Regions from separate parts of the Sminthopsis crassicaudata genome. Here region 1 is linked to region 2. Evidence: chromatin contacts called from public Hi-C data. All regions are on one chromosome and are shown on one strand. The core of a region is the stretch at or near the end of the contact, and the rest is flanking DNA. Distances in the headings are between cores, read along the strand shown. Region 1 holds the start of FAAP20 (FA core complex associated protein 20). Region 2 holds the start of SKI (SKI proto-oncogene).

Region 1 (6,282 bases), core at 1,418-3,917, 140 kb before region 2:
TCAGTGCACTGGCCGGAGGAGGCTGACTTCTGGCACCCACTGAGGTCAAGTCCTTGAAGAACTCTGGCCTCCGGACTCCCGGAGGGTCTCCCTCTTCCCAAGCGGCCAAGGTCTGTTCTCTGCCCCGCCCCCCACAACCCGAGCATCGGGACCAGCGAGGGGGCGTCATCACCGAGGAAGCTTCCTGGGAGGGCACAGGAGAGCGGGCAGTGCCCGCAGTGTGGGTCAGGCTCCCCATGGGAGAGGGACGGCCGGCTCCGCCTGGCCCCCGGGCCACAAGGAGGAAGGAAGGGGAAGAAGCTGCAAAGAGAGACTGGAAGCTGGGAAAATTACCCCGTGCCCAAGAGGAGGCTGCCTGGAGAAGCAGGGCTCCCCCTGGTGGAGGGGGTCAGGGACTGCTCTCCGGAGAGCTCCTGGTGGGGCCCTGAGAGCCGGGGCCCCATCCCCCTTCTTGTAGGGAAAGGGCCAGGATTCACGCCCCCTGCTGGGCCGGACTCAGGGGCCGCCGCTGGGTGACCCCGGGGAAGCGCGTCTCAGAGGCCTGGGAGCCTTCCGCCACCGGGGCGGCCACCGAACACCAGAGCCTCGCCCCACTATCCACATGGAGCAGACAATCGGCGCTGGTGCGGCCCGGTCTGGTTCTTTCCAACAATGAAGTCCGAAGTCAGAAAAACGCCCGCTCCCTCTCCCCCAGCGGGGGCTTGGGCAGGCGGAGGGGGGGTTCACCCACCATGGCCGAACCGCTGCCGAGGGTGGGGCCTTTCTGAGGGTCGGGACGGGCTCGCCCCTCCTGCCCAGAGGCCCCGGCAGCACAGTGAAGCGCAGTGAGGAGTTTAGCAACACTTTTTAAAGGTCGGGCTTCCCTATTAAAAAAAACTAATTTTGAACAGGCCCCGCCGTAACCCTGCGTGCCCTGACGTTGATACCCCGGGTACCTGGTGGGAGAAGGCGGGGAAGTCCAGCATCTCCGGGCGGGCCGGGCACTGAGCGGGCCCGGCGCTCCCCGACACCAGCAGCCTCCACAGCTCCTCAGGCTCACTTAGCCCCTCCTGCTCCAGCCAAGAGCGCGGGCCCGTCGTTCTGTGAACACAAAATGAGGGGGAGACTCGCCATTAGGACCAGTCCCGCCCGCGGGGGCGCTCCGCCAGTCTGAGGAAGGGGCGGGAGTGTTCCACGGGGCGCCCCGGGTCCGAGCCGCCTGGATCCCTGCACACCCGGAGGCCTCTCCTCGGACCTCCCTCTTTCTGGGAGCGCCCCGGCACGGCTGCCCCACTGAGGCCCGGGAGAGGCCCAAACCAGCCTCCAACCAGAACCGCGGCTCTGGGCCTTGCTTGGCCCGTCGGCCTCCATTTCCTCAAACATAAAACGAGGGATAACAAGGCCCTCCAATGAGACCTGTGCACACAGCAGGTGCTCCATAAATGCTCATTCCCTCTTCCCCCCTCTCCCCTGGCCGAATCCCGCAGGGAAGGCAGGTGGGCGCACATCACCTCCCCCGCTACAAAGTCAGAGCTGTGCACCCCCACCAGGGGCCGGCCCACACAGGAGCCACGCCCACGTGACCCCTGGGGAGTCTGGCCCAGTACGGTTCCACCTCAGGGATCCAGCTTGGACCCACAGAGGGGAGGGGGGAAGGGGGAAAGGCCCTGGCAACATGTTCCATCTCTGTAAAACTTAGGGGGCCTTAGACAATGACCCCCATAACCTTTCAACTCTAGGGTCATGAGAAGCCACAGGAGGTAACGGGTAAGGCCCCCATTAAGCGCCCAGTAATTACGGCTGGTCAGGAGGTGCAGAGGCTGGGGGGCGTCTGGAGAAAGCCTGGTCGCTGGGACTACCGGAGGGCCTCGTCACTAGGGGGTACTGGAGGGCTATTCAGTGGGGGCTACAGAAGGGTTGGTCATTGGGGGATATTCAGTGAGGGCTAAAAGAGTGGTCACTGGGGGCTACTGGAGGTCCGGCTGAGACAAAAACGCCAGGGAGGAGGGGAGTGGAAGTGACAACGCCCAGCTCAGCGGGGGGCGGGGGCGGGGCCTACTTAGGGGGAACCAGGAGGACGGAGGGAGGAGACGAAGGCCCGTAAAACGGGGGCCTCGTCTTGGGCGGGGCCTCACCTGCCCTCCTGCCCCCCGCCGCCAGGCCCGGAGCAAGAGGAGGAAGGAGGCGCGGGGGGCTTTTTCCGCGTCAGCCTCAACCTAGGCCCGCGAGCGGCCGCCGCTCCCGATAGAGCCATTGGCCGCCCGAGACACTGAGCTTCCCGCCTGACAGCGTCTCCGAGGACTGCGCTTGCGCATACATACGCACACGCACGCACACGCATGCGCCTGGAGGAGGATGGGCGGGGGGACGCGCCAGCGAGTGCGTGCGTACGTACGTTCCCTGAGGCGTGCGTGCGTGCGTGTACGCTGGGATGAACAAGCCCGGGAGGCGCGGCCTAGGAAAATGTGATGCCCCGCCCTTACGGTCCACCATCCCCTGGAGCTTTCATCCATCTTTCTCTGTTCCTTCACCTGAAGCTGTTACCTGCCCCTCATGACCTAGAACTGTCATTTCCAGGCCTTCTTCTCCATGGGAGCTGTTACTGTCGTAAAAGCTGTCACCCCTGCCCCTCATCTGAAGCTGATATCGCCCCCTCAACTGGACACATTATTACTCGCCTTCTGTCCCCTCCCCCCCACGCCCCCGCTCACCTGGAGTTATCTCCCCTCCCCCCCGCTCCCTCCCCCCACCTGGAGCTTTTATTATCTTCCTCACCTGGAGAAGTTATTACTCCTCCCCCCACACACACACACCTCTGTCTTACCTGGAACTATTATTGCCTTTCCTCACCTAGACCCTTTATCTTTGCACACACATAAAACACACAATCACACACACAGACACACAATCACACACACAGACACACACACACATGATCACACACACACACACAATCACACACACAGACACACATGATCACACACACACACAATCACACACACACACTTCCTGCATCACCCAGATTTTCTCTCCCCTCACCTGTTACTTAGCGCCCCTCCCCCACAGCTATTACTCCTCCCCCTCCCCCTAATTGGAACTCTAGTTTGCTCCAGCCCCTCTTGGGCAGGTTACTTCTTGTCTCCTCTTACACCTGGAGAGGTGATCCCCCTCCCTCTTCCCTGGAGTTGTTATCTTTCACCTCTACAGCTGTTGTTCCCCCCACACATTCACTTGGTCCTTCCCTTCTTCCCTTCCTTCCCCCTCACTTACAGCTGGTATTTCTCAGGTCCCTTCGCCCCTCCCCCGCTCACTCGGGGCACTCATCACCTCCCCCAGTCTCCTCCAGCCCTGGGCTGGGAGATGCCAGCCAGCCTGGCAGTGCCCTCCACGGCCCTTCCAAGCCGGATCCATTCGGGTCTCCCATCAGTCGGGGAAGAGGGCAAGCATCCGTTTATGCTTTCTGCTCCCTGTACGTTTTCTTTTTCTCTGGCCTTTGGGGTTTTTTAAACATGTCTACCAAGCAGTAATCTGGAAGAGGATGCCAGGGAGGTGCGAAAGGGGCATCTCAGCCTTTGGTGAGCCGGGCCAGGCGCCCCCGGCTCACTGGGTCCTCAGCCGCAGTGGCAAAGCCGGACAAGGAGGGATGTGGCGTCTGGACATTTTTTCCTGCCCTCCTCCGCGGCTTCTGAACGTCTCCCGTGGATGGAGGGAGTCAAAAGAGAGCTTAGGGCAAAGGTGAGTCTGAAGGGCCTTGGTACCCCACACCCGCCGGCTGCCCTTCCTCATTCATGAGCCCGAGAGCCTCTGTTCTGGATGGCCTCGGACCTTGTTTCCCCAAGAAATCCCCCATTTCAACAATGGAGCTGACGCCAGGCTGGACTCCAACACGAAGCCCAAGCATGGCAAGGACTTGCCCGCTGTTTCTTCTGAAACAGCAGTGCGCCTTCCCCTGCAGCAGCAGGAGCTCCTACAGCTTGATGTGAAAGGGAAAGTTCCGGGTTTTGGATCAGAGAGCGAGAGACCCGATCCAGGCAAACCTACTGCCTCTGTGACCCGGGACAAATCCATCCCTTCTCTGAGCTCAGATCTCTCTCCTGTAAGAAAAAATGTAGTGTGATTCCCAAGATCCCTTCCAGGTCTGTGATTAAAATCTCAGATCTTCGTTGTACACTCCAACAACAATACTTATGACCAATTCTGATGGACGAGGCCTCTCCAACAACGAGAGGATCCAAACCAGCTCCAACAGAGCCGTAATGAACTGAATCAGCTACACCCAATGAAAGAACTCTTCGGGTCGAGTATGAACCACTACATAGAATTCCCCATCCCTCTACCTTTGTCCACCTGCAGTTTTTATTTCCTTCACAGGTTAATTGTACACTGTTTCAAAGTCTGATTCTTTTTGTGCAGCAAAACAACTGTATGGACATGTATACATGTATTGTATTTAATTTATACTTTAACATATTGAACATGTATTGGTCAACCTGCCATGGGTGGGGGGGGGAGAGGAAAAATTAGAACAAAAGGTTTGGCAATTGTCAATGCTGTAAAATTACCCATGCAGACATCTGGTAAATAAAAACTATTACATATATATATAAATCTCATGATCTTCCTAGCCTAGACTCATTAACCTGAGACTCAGAATCACAGAACTTATGAATTTAGAAAGTCACCTAGTCCAGTCTTGAGCACTAGGACAATTCCTACTTCATAATCTCCAATTAGTAGCCATCCAGTTTCCATTTGAGTGAAGAGGAGTTTCACTCCAGTGATGGGAAGCTCACTATCTTCCCAAACAGATCATTCTACTTCCACCTAACGTGACTCCTTAGGAAGATTTTCCTTGCCATCTAGCCGAAATGAGTCTTTCCTGATCACTCCAGCCCTCATTAGCTTTTATGACATTAATAAATCTATAGCACACAATTTGCCTATATTCTGCCCTGCATCGTTTACCCTTGTTTCTGGTGTTTTAGGAGGGCAAATGTCTAAGGAGCAGGATTCATGGATCCTGTTTCTCCTGGGTTCCCTACAGTGTTTGGCGTGGGGCTGAATCCATAGTTGGCACTAAAGAAATACATAAATTCCTGAAACCCGGTTCTTGTAGTCCAGGTAAACCCATCCACATTCTCAATATGGTCGTAAAGCATCCATAAAGCTCTGAGTGTCCGTTTTGGTCAGGTGATTTTTAAAGCTCCACGGAATCTGGGCTACATTTCCAGAAATCACAGAAGCTCAAAATATAAAATGAGCAATTAACTAATTTGAAGTTAATAGGGCCACAGATTTGGAGCTGGAAGGGGTTTTTGAGGTCAGCTAGTCCCACTTCCTAATTTTGCAGATGAAGAGACTGAGGTGTCTATCATATCAATTACTGGGCCTAGAGCTTATGAAAAACATTTTAGTTTTGTTTTGGTTTTTTTGCATGATGGGGGAAAAAAAATCTCCTCTTTTAAAAAATACTGCAAGTGCAGAAAGGCTCTAAAGCTATTTTCCCAGCCCTCATGCACACAGATTAGATCCCCAGAGGGGGACAGAATTTCAGGACAGAATTCCTCTCTAGTGACTCCAGAAGCTATTTTGCCTTTTATATGAAACAATTTGGGGGGAAAACACAAATAGGGGATTCAGGAAGAGGTTCTAGATAAAGGTTATGTTTCAGACGAATCATGAAGGGGACCAGAGATTCTAAAAGGTGAAAAGGGATTGCATTCAAGGCTCAGGGAACACGGCAAAAACATGGAGGTAGGAGAAGGACTATCACATTTGCAGAATAGCAGTACATTCTGGATGTCTAGATGGTCAAGCTCATGAATGGGAATAATTAATCTATAAGACGCCTGGAAAGGTGGAAGGGTCAGCTTATGAATGGCTTTTAAAAGACTAATAGAATATTTTATATTTGATCATAAAGTGATAGGGAAGAACTGGAGTTATTGAATAGGATCAGACCTACTCTTTAGGTAAATCACTTCAGAGGCAGAGGACAAGGAGGGAGAGAGGGGAGAATAGATCTGAGAAGGTATTTTATTTTTGATCCCGGAATAAAAGGAAGCCAATGGAATTTATTTGAATAGGGGATGACAGCCATACTTCAGGAAAATCACTTTGGTGGCTGAATAAAGAATGGACTGGAGTGGGGAGAGACCTAACGCAGACAGATCCCCCAGTAAGTATTGCAGCAGTTCAGGTGTGAAATGATGGGAGTCTGTACCAGGTTAGGGGGAGAAAAGGAAGCATATTTGAGAGTTGCAGCAAAGGTGAAGTAAATAGGTTTTAGAAGCATCTTGGATA
Region 2 (6,778 bases), core at 642-3,141:
GCTGCCGCTGCTTGCTGGGAGCCTCCTCCCGCGGGGGTGCTGGGTTAGGGCGGGTTCTGCAGGCCGCTCTCTGATGGGGGCAGGCCTGCTTTGTGCTGTGGGGGGCGTGTGACCCCGCCCTGACTCGGGGCTCTGTGACCAGCTCGGGCTTGCCCTCAGGCTGTGGGCAGCCGCTTGCCGGGTGGCAGGCCGAGGCGCAGGATCTGGACCCGCCGGCCGGCCCGGTTCTGGACTGTGTGCAGTTGTGTGCCGGCTCTCTTTGTGTTACGTGGCCTTGTATCTCCTCGGTTTGTGCTGCACGCGGCGGTGTTGTGGGGCGCGCAGTTGTGTAGTGTCGCCTCTTTGTGTCGCGCGCAGTTGTGTGGTTGTGTGGTGTCGCCTCTTTGTGTTGCACGCGGTTGTGGTTGTGTGGCGTCGCCTCTTTGTGTTGCACGCGGTTGTGGTTGTGTGGTGTCGCCTCTTTGTGTCGCGCGCAGTTGTGTGGTTGTGTGTCCTCGCTTTGTGTGGCACGCGGTTGTGTGGTTGTGTGGCGTCGCCTCTTTGTGTTGCACGCGGTTGTGTGTGAGTTTTTGCCCCGGTTGTGTGTGTATAGCGCCCAGCCCCGGCCACGCGCGCGGGCACGCGCACCCTTACACCCGCACACACCCACGCCCCCGCAGGTGGGCAGGCAGGTAGGCAGGCAGGTCGGAGGCCCGGGGCCGGCTGCGCTTTCCCCGGCTCCGCCCGCAGGCAGCAGCAGCAGCAGGAGCAGCAGCAGCAGCCTAGCAGCAGCACCCGGGGCTGGGCGAGGAGGGAGGGGGAGGAGGGGGGGGAGCTCGAGCCGGGCCCGGCCGGGCGGGCGGGGAGACGGGGAGGGGGGGGCGGCTGTTCCTGGAAGAGCCCAGCCTGGGGAGTTGGTCACATTCTTGGCCCCGATTCAATGACTGAGGCAGACACCAACAAACAGCGCGCGGGCGGGGGAGCAGGGGGCGGGGCGAGCGGCGCGCGGCGGCGGCGGCGGCGGCGGCGGCGGCGGCATGAGCTCAGCGCGAGGCGCTCTCTCAGTCCGAGCCGGAGCGCCGAGGCGAGAGGATGTGTGCTCAGTGCCCGCAGCTCCGCGCCGCCGCCGCCGCCGCCGCCTCCCGCTCGTCCTCCTTCGCCGCCAGCAGCCCCGCCAGCAGCCCCAGCCCCAGCCGCCGCCGCCGCAGCAGCCCCAGCCCCCGCCAGCCCCGCGCCAGCGCGGCGCACTGAGCCCGCCCGGCCGCCCGCCAGCCAGCCAGCCGGCGGCGCAGCCAGCCCGGAGCCGGAGCAGCGGGCGGCGGCCGCGAGGAGGCCCGGGCGGCGCTGAGGCGGCCCGCGAGCGGCGGGGCCGGGGCCCGCGAGCCCGAGGAGCGCTCCGGGCGCAGCTGCGAGCCGCCGGCGGAGGCGGCCAGGCCGGCGGGCCCCGCGCCCGCGCCCGCGCCGGAGATTCGCGCCTCGCGGCCCCGGCCCCGGCCCCGGCCCCGGCCCGGGCCCCCGCCGCGGCGGCCCCGGCGGCCCCGGCCCCTGCCCGCGCGCCCCCCTCCGCGAGCCCCGGCCCCGCGAGCCTTGGCGTTGGCGTTGGCGGCGCGCGCCGGGGCATGCCCCGCGCCTAGAGCCCGGGGGGCGCGCGGGGGGCGCGCGGGGGGCCCCGGCGGCGGCGGCGGCGGCGGGCGGGGCGCGGGGCGCGTGGATGTGGAGGTGGCGCCGGCCCCGGGCGCGCACCAGCGGCGGGACCCTTACCCCCTCCCCGCGGCAGCCTACCCCTACCGCCCGGGAGGGGGCGAGGGCGAAGCCGCCGGGGCCGTGATTTGCCAGCAGCCGCCGGGGCTCGTTCCCCGGGACCCCGGAGCCGGGGTGGGCCGGGGCCGGGGCCGCGGGCGCCGCCGGGGGGCTCGGGCCGGCGGCGGGGGCGGCCGCGGCTTGGGCCGGGAGCGGGAGCGGGCGCGAGCCCCCGAGCCTCCGGAGCGCACCATGGAGACGGTGGGGCCCGGCCGCAGCAGCTTCCAGCCGCACCCGGGGCTGCAAAAGACCCTGGAGCAGTTCCACCTGAGCTCCATGAGCTCCCTGGGCGGCCCGGCCGCCTTCTCGGCGCGCTGGGCGCAGGAGATGTACAAGAAGGAGAGCGCCAAGGAGCCCGGCGGCGCGGCCCCGGGCTCGGAGCAGCAGCCCCCGCAGCCGCCGCAGCCCCCGCAGCCGCTGCAGCCGCAGCAGCAGCAGCCCCCGCCGCCGCCCCCCGTGCTGCACCTGCCCCCCATCCAGCCGCCGCCGCCCGTCATGCCGGGCCCCTTCTTCATGCCCTCGGACCGCTCCACCGAGCGCTGCGAGACCATCCTGGAGGGCGAGACCATCTCGTGCTTCGTGGTGGGCGGCGAGAAGCGCCTGTGCCTGCCGCAGATCCTCAACTCGGTGCTGCGGGACTTCACGCTGCAGCAGATCAACTCGGTGTGCGACGAGCTGCACATCTACTGCTCGCGCTGCACCGCCGACCAGCTGGAGATCCTCAAAGTCATGGGCATCCTGCCCTTCTCGGCGCCCTCGTGCGGGCTCATCACCAAGACGGACGCCGAGCGCCTCTGCAACGCCCTGCTCTACGGCGGCGCCTACCCGCCGCACTGCAAGAAGGAGTTCGCCAGCGCCCTGGAGCTCGAGCTCACCGAGAAGAGCTTCAGGGTGTACCACGAGTGCTTCGGCAAGTGCAAGGGGCTGCTCGTGCCCGAGCTCTACGTGAACCCCAGCGCCGCCTGCATCCAGTGCCTGGACTGCCGCCTCATGTACCCCCCGCACAAGTTCGTGGTGCACTCGCACAAGGCCCTGGAGAACAGGACGTGCCACTGGGGCTTCGACTCGGCCAACTGGAGGGCCTATATCCTCCTGAGCCAGGACTACACTGGCAAAGAGGAGAAAGCCAGGCTGGGCCAGTGCTTGGACGACGTGAAGGAGAAGTTCGACTATGGCAACAAATACAAGAGGAAAGCGCCCAGGGTTAGTGTGTCCGATTGTCGTCCCCTGCCCCTCCCCCTCCGTCCCGCGGTCACCCCCCCCCCCCACCTGCCGGGGAGCGCTCCTCAGTGCGGAGCGGAGTCGAGTCCGAGCGGGACCGGGGCCCCCACGGGGATGCTCTCGCACGAGCCGCCGGGTAAAGTCCCACCCAGAATCCCCCGGCTTCATCCTCATTGTGTGGAGCCTCCCGGCCCCTCAATTTGAGGGGCTGGATTTCGGATCACTTTTAAGACCGCCCCCCCCCTCCCATGTTAGAACCCATAGGGATCTAGGAAGGATGTGGATTGTTAAGTATTAAATCCTCAGCCTTGGGTGGGAAACTCGATTCTTAAGCCACATTAGCTACTCCCGGGATCTTCTTCCCGCTACTCCCCCCCCCCCCCCACTTGGTGGTCAGTTTATTAAAATTCTGTAGCCTTGTGTGGATAAAATGCAAAATGCATTCAATGTAAATGCTTTCCCAGGTTACTTAGCAATTGCACAGATAAACAGTGGTGGGCAAGAGGACCTCTCCGTAGACTTATAAATTTAAAACACACACATCTGATCACAAACAGTGCAAAATTAACATCAGTCGGCAGTTGTTAAATCGGGAGGTAGGGAAGGTGGAAGAAACTGTATATTCTTAGCGCCCCCTCCCCCCCAGTGATTGACTTTTAGCCGGGGGCTTTTTTGCCATATTAGATTTGAGGTAAATAAGCGAAGGTGGGATGGGGCTGAGGGGAAGAGCAGTTAGTTATCCTCTGTCTCCAGATGGCTGAGGCCCCGGGAATCCGGGGGCTTCTTTCCCCAGGCTCACTCTCTAATCCTTCCTTTTCAAAGACAGAGAAAGTGCAAGTAAGGCAGGTGTTGTGTCCAGGGTTGCCCAGGAGTCGGAGGCAAAGCCAGACTTCCAGACTCCTGACTCCAGTCCTGGCCTGAGAGTCTGCCGGGCCTGTCTGCCAGTGTGTGGATCCCAGCATTCCCTCCCTGTGTGGGGAGAGAGATCTGTTTGGCACCTGGCAGCGGGCCTAATCAGTGGGCACCCAAGCCATCGGCTCCAGGAGCTCCCGAGCCCCATCAGAATGTCTGAATAACCGACGGGCCTGCCATTTGTTTTGAACTCCAAGTATTTCATTCCCTCCCTCCCTTTCTCTCTGCACTAGAGAAAAGAGTGATACTGAAAGCCCTCTGGACAATACAGCTCTGTTGTTTGCCGAGGGTTGGAGTATTTGTGTGATCCTGCAGGAGTCTTGGATTGTGGCAGATCTGGAGACCCATTAGACACTTAGACTATTCACTGAGATTCTCATTAACTTTTCAATGCACCCTTCACACTCCCTCCCCACCCCTCAAGTATTTGTAACTTTTCTTTTAAGGATCCAGGCTTATTAAATTGCACATAGAAAATGCTGCATTTGCGCTCAGCTATTCTTGGGAGGCCTAATTAATTCAGCTATTGCATCAAACTTTTTTTTTTTTTTCTTCTTCTTCTAAATCTGTGAATAGATTCTCCACCCCAGTTTCCCTGGGAGTTCCTCCAGTTTGAGTGTCAGAACCATTGTAGGAGGGCTGCTGTAATGAGGCAAATTATCTCTTCTAGTTGGAGGTGGATGTGTTTTTAATGGTTTGTCTATCCTTAGCTAATCAGGCACTTACTCCGGTGGCAGGTTTCGATTGACCTGTGTCTACGTGGCCCTGTATTTGGGGAGGAGGTGGGACGCCGAACGGGAGCTCGGGGAGGGGGAGTGGAGGGATTGCGGTGGGAAACCTGTTTGTGGGGGAAGTTGTGTAGCTGAAACTCCAGCTCGATTGTTGCTTTGTGAAGAGGGCTAACTTTCCCAGAGGGACTTGGCTGCAGTGGCTTGGGCGTTCAGATGGCTCCGTGTAAACATTTCCTGCCCCGGTGTTGGGGGGGGCCTCCAAGTCAGCCCCCCTTTTGAAGCTCCCTTTCCCCATGGGCGATCAATAAGTCGGAGCTGTGTGTTGTGGCAGTTTGCAGATAATTGTGGATCTATTCAAATGGGCTCTCGTGCTGTTAGAATACTGCCGGAGGCAAATAACACTGGAATAATTTTTAGGTCATGGAGCCCACGGCTGCTAGAAAGGAGGCTCTTTTGTGAGAAGAGGGTGTGTGAGATTTTTGCATACTTGGCTGAGTGTGGGCTTGTCTGTATGTTTGTGGGGTTTCTCTTTTACTTGGGTCGGTTTGGTCTCGGATTGTGGTGTGGGGACTTTGGGTCCCAAGCAGGACTGGCTTGCTAAAAGCCACATATTTCTGGAGGTTGGGCTCCAGGGAGCCCGGGCTGCGGGCTGCGGGCTGTTTGGGGCCCGTTTCTGGTGAGCCAGCGAGCAACATGCCCCTACCTGCTCTGGAGACGCCCTCCAGCCTCCTCAGGGCGGAATAAGAGCCCCTCTGAAGGCCACACGGGGAAGTCGAGTCTCCATTACAAGGCGAGGTAGCGGAAGCAGGGTGGGCCCACGAGGGGATCTTCCATCAGAAACCAGTGGAGGATCTTTTCCTCACTGATTTATTTCTCCCCTCCTGGCTCTCCACTTCTTCCCCAACTTCCTCTTGCACAAGATAAGTTTGCTTTTTTCCCCTGAGTTGGGAATCTTTGCAAGGTGGGGGAAGGGAGAGCCCGGGATAGTGGGGAGAGGCCACGTTTTGTAGAAAGGCAGGGCCGGCTTTAAAGTTAAACTCTTACACGAGGGGGTCCTGATCCTGGGTTGTTACAGAGCCTTCCTCTCTCTGAGGAGCCTCAGTTTCCTCCCCTGAAGAATGGGGGGGGGGGGTAATTAATGCCTTTAGTATTAAACTTCACAAGATTCTTGTGAATGAGATTATATAGGTAAAGCCAAAAATGAAAAAAAAAAAAAGTCGTGTATAAATAAATGCCTGCTTTGATTCTTTTCCCTCTCAGTTTCCCAGCCTCCTCTCTTCAGCTTTGCCTGGTTTTTCCTCAGTGTCCTCTGTTCTTGTAGGCCCAGGCCCTGCCCTGCCCGGCCCTGCCCTGGTTTCCTCTGAATATTGATGTTTCTCTCTCTGCCCGCCCCTTTCCTCTTCCTCCACCACAAGCTTTTCCTCTCACTGGGTTTGGGCACCACAATTTGAAGCCTGGGAGTAGCAGGGTCCCACCCAGCAGGACTACTTCTGGCTCAGTCTCCTGGCCCCCCCTCCCCCTCCAAGGCCTCAAGAGCCATTTTGGTGGGAGACAGATTCCGGCTGAGCCCCAGGGAGCCCTAACTCTTGGACTCCCGTGGCGAGCTCCCTGGGTGCTGGGTGACCCAGAGCCCCGGCTCCTTTCTGGCAGCTGTCGCTCTGAGCAGACCCACTTGTCTTTTGTTGGCTTATTTTATTCGACTGCTCTGTCTTTATTTCCTTTTCTCCCTTTACTGTTTTATATATTTATTTTTTAAAGGATTTTATATCACTGAGAGGAAAAGAAAGGAAACAATGTGTTGCAAATGTATCAGCCTGTTAGAGAACTTTCAGTGTGACTTTTATCATTGACCTCACGATCAACAAACATTTATTAACCACCTACGAGGTTTACTCATTTCTTGGAAATAGGAGTCAATCGAAAGTGCATTCGAGACATTTATTTATTGGCCTGGGAGCACCCCTAGGGGTCATCCCAGTAGAAAGCTGCCATCTTTTCCACCCCAGCCCCCCTGACCAAATTGTGTGGCTGCCGGGGCCTGGGCAGAAGCAGCTTTTGTTTGGGCCAGGTGTGAGTGCTGAATCCCATCAGGGGAGCTCTTGTGAAGGTGGGGGCATTTCTCTGTGAGGTCCTGC

What was found. A called contact is a pair of places that touch in the nucleus more often than the background predicts.
Region 1: a Hi-C map of fibroblasts shows a contact between it and region 2, with 12 times the contacts expected there. The contact joins the promoter of FAAP20 here to the promoter of SKI in region 2. A contact is called at or near these places in 2 of 2 Hi-C or Micro-C datasets (fibroblasts and hippocampus).

What each region holds. Positions count from the first base shown.
Region 1 is chr3:633,486,395-633,492,676 of ASM4859323v1, reverse strand. It overlaps FAAP20 (FA core complex associated protein 20), which reads right to left and starts at 2,667. Exons shown (of 4, transcript XM_074306517.1): 1 at 2,524-2,667; 2 at 936-1,080. The coding sequence starts at 2,534.
Region 2 is chr3:633,349,851-633,356,628 of ASM4859323v1, reverse strand. It overlaps SKI (SKI proto-oncogene), which reads left to right and starts at 1,891. Exons shown (of 1, transcript XM_074306509.1): 1 at 1,891-6,778. The coding sequence starts at 1,972. The coding sequence ends at 3,204.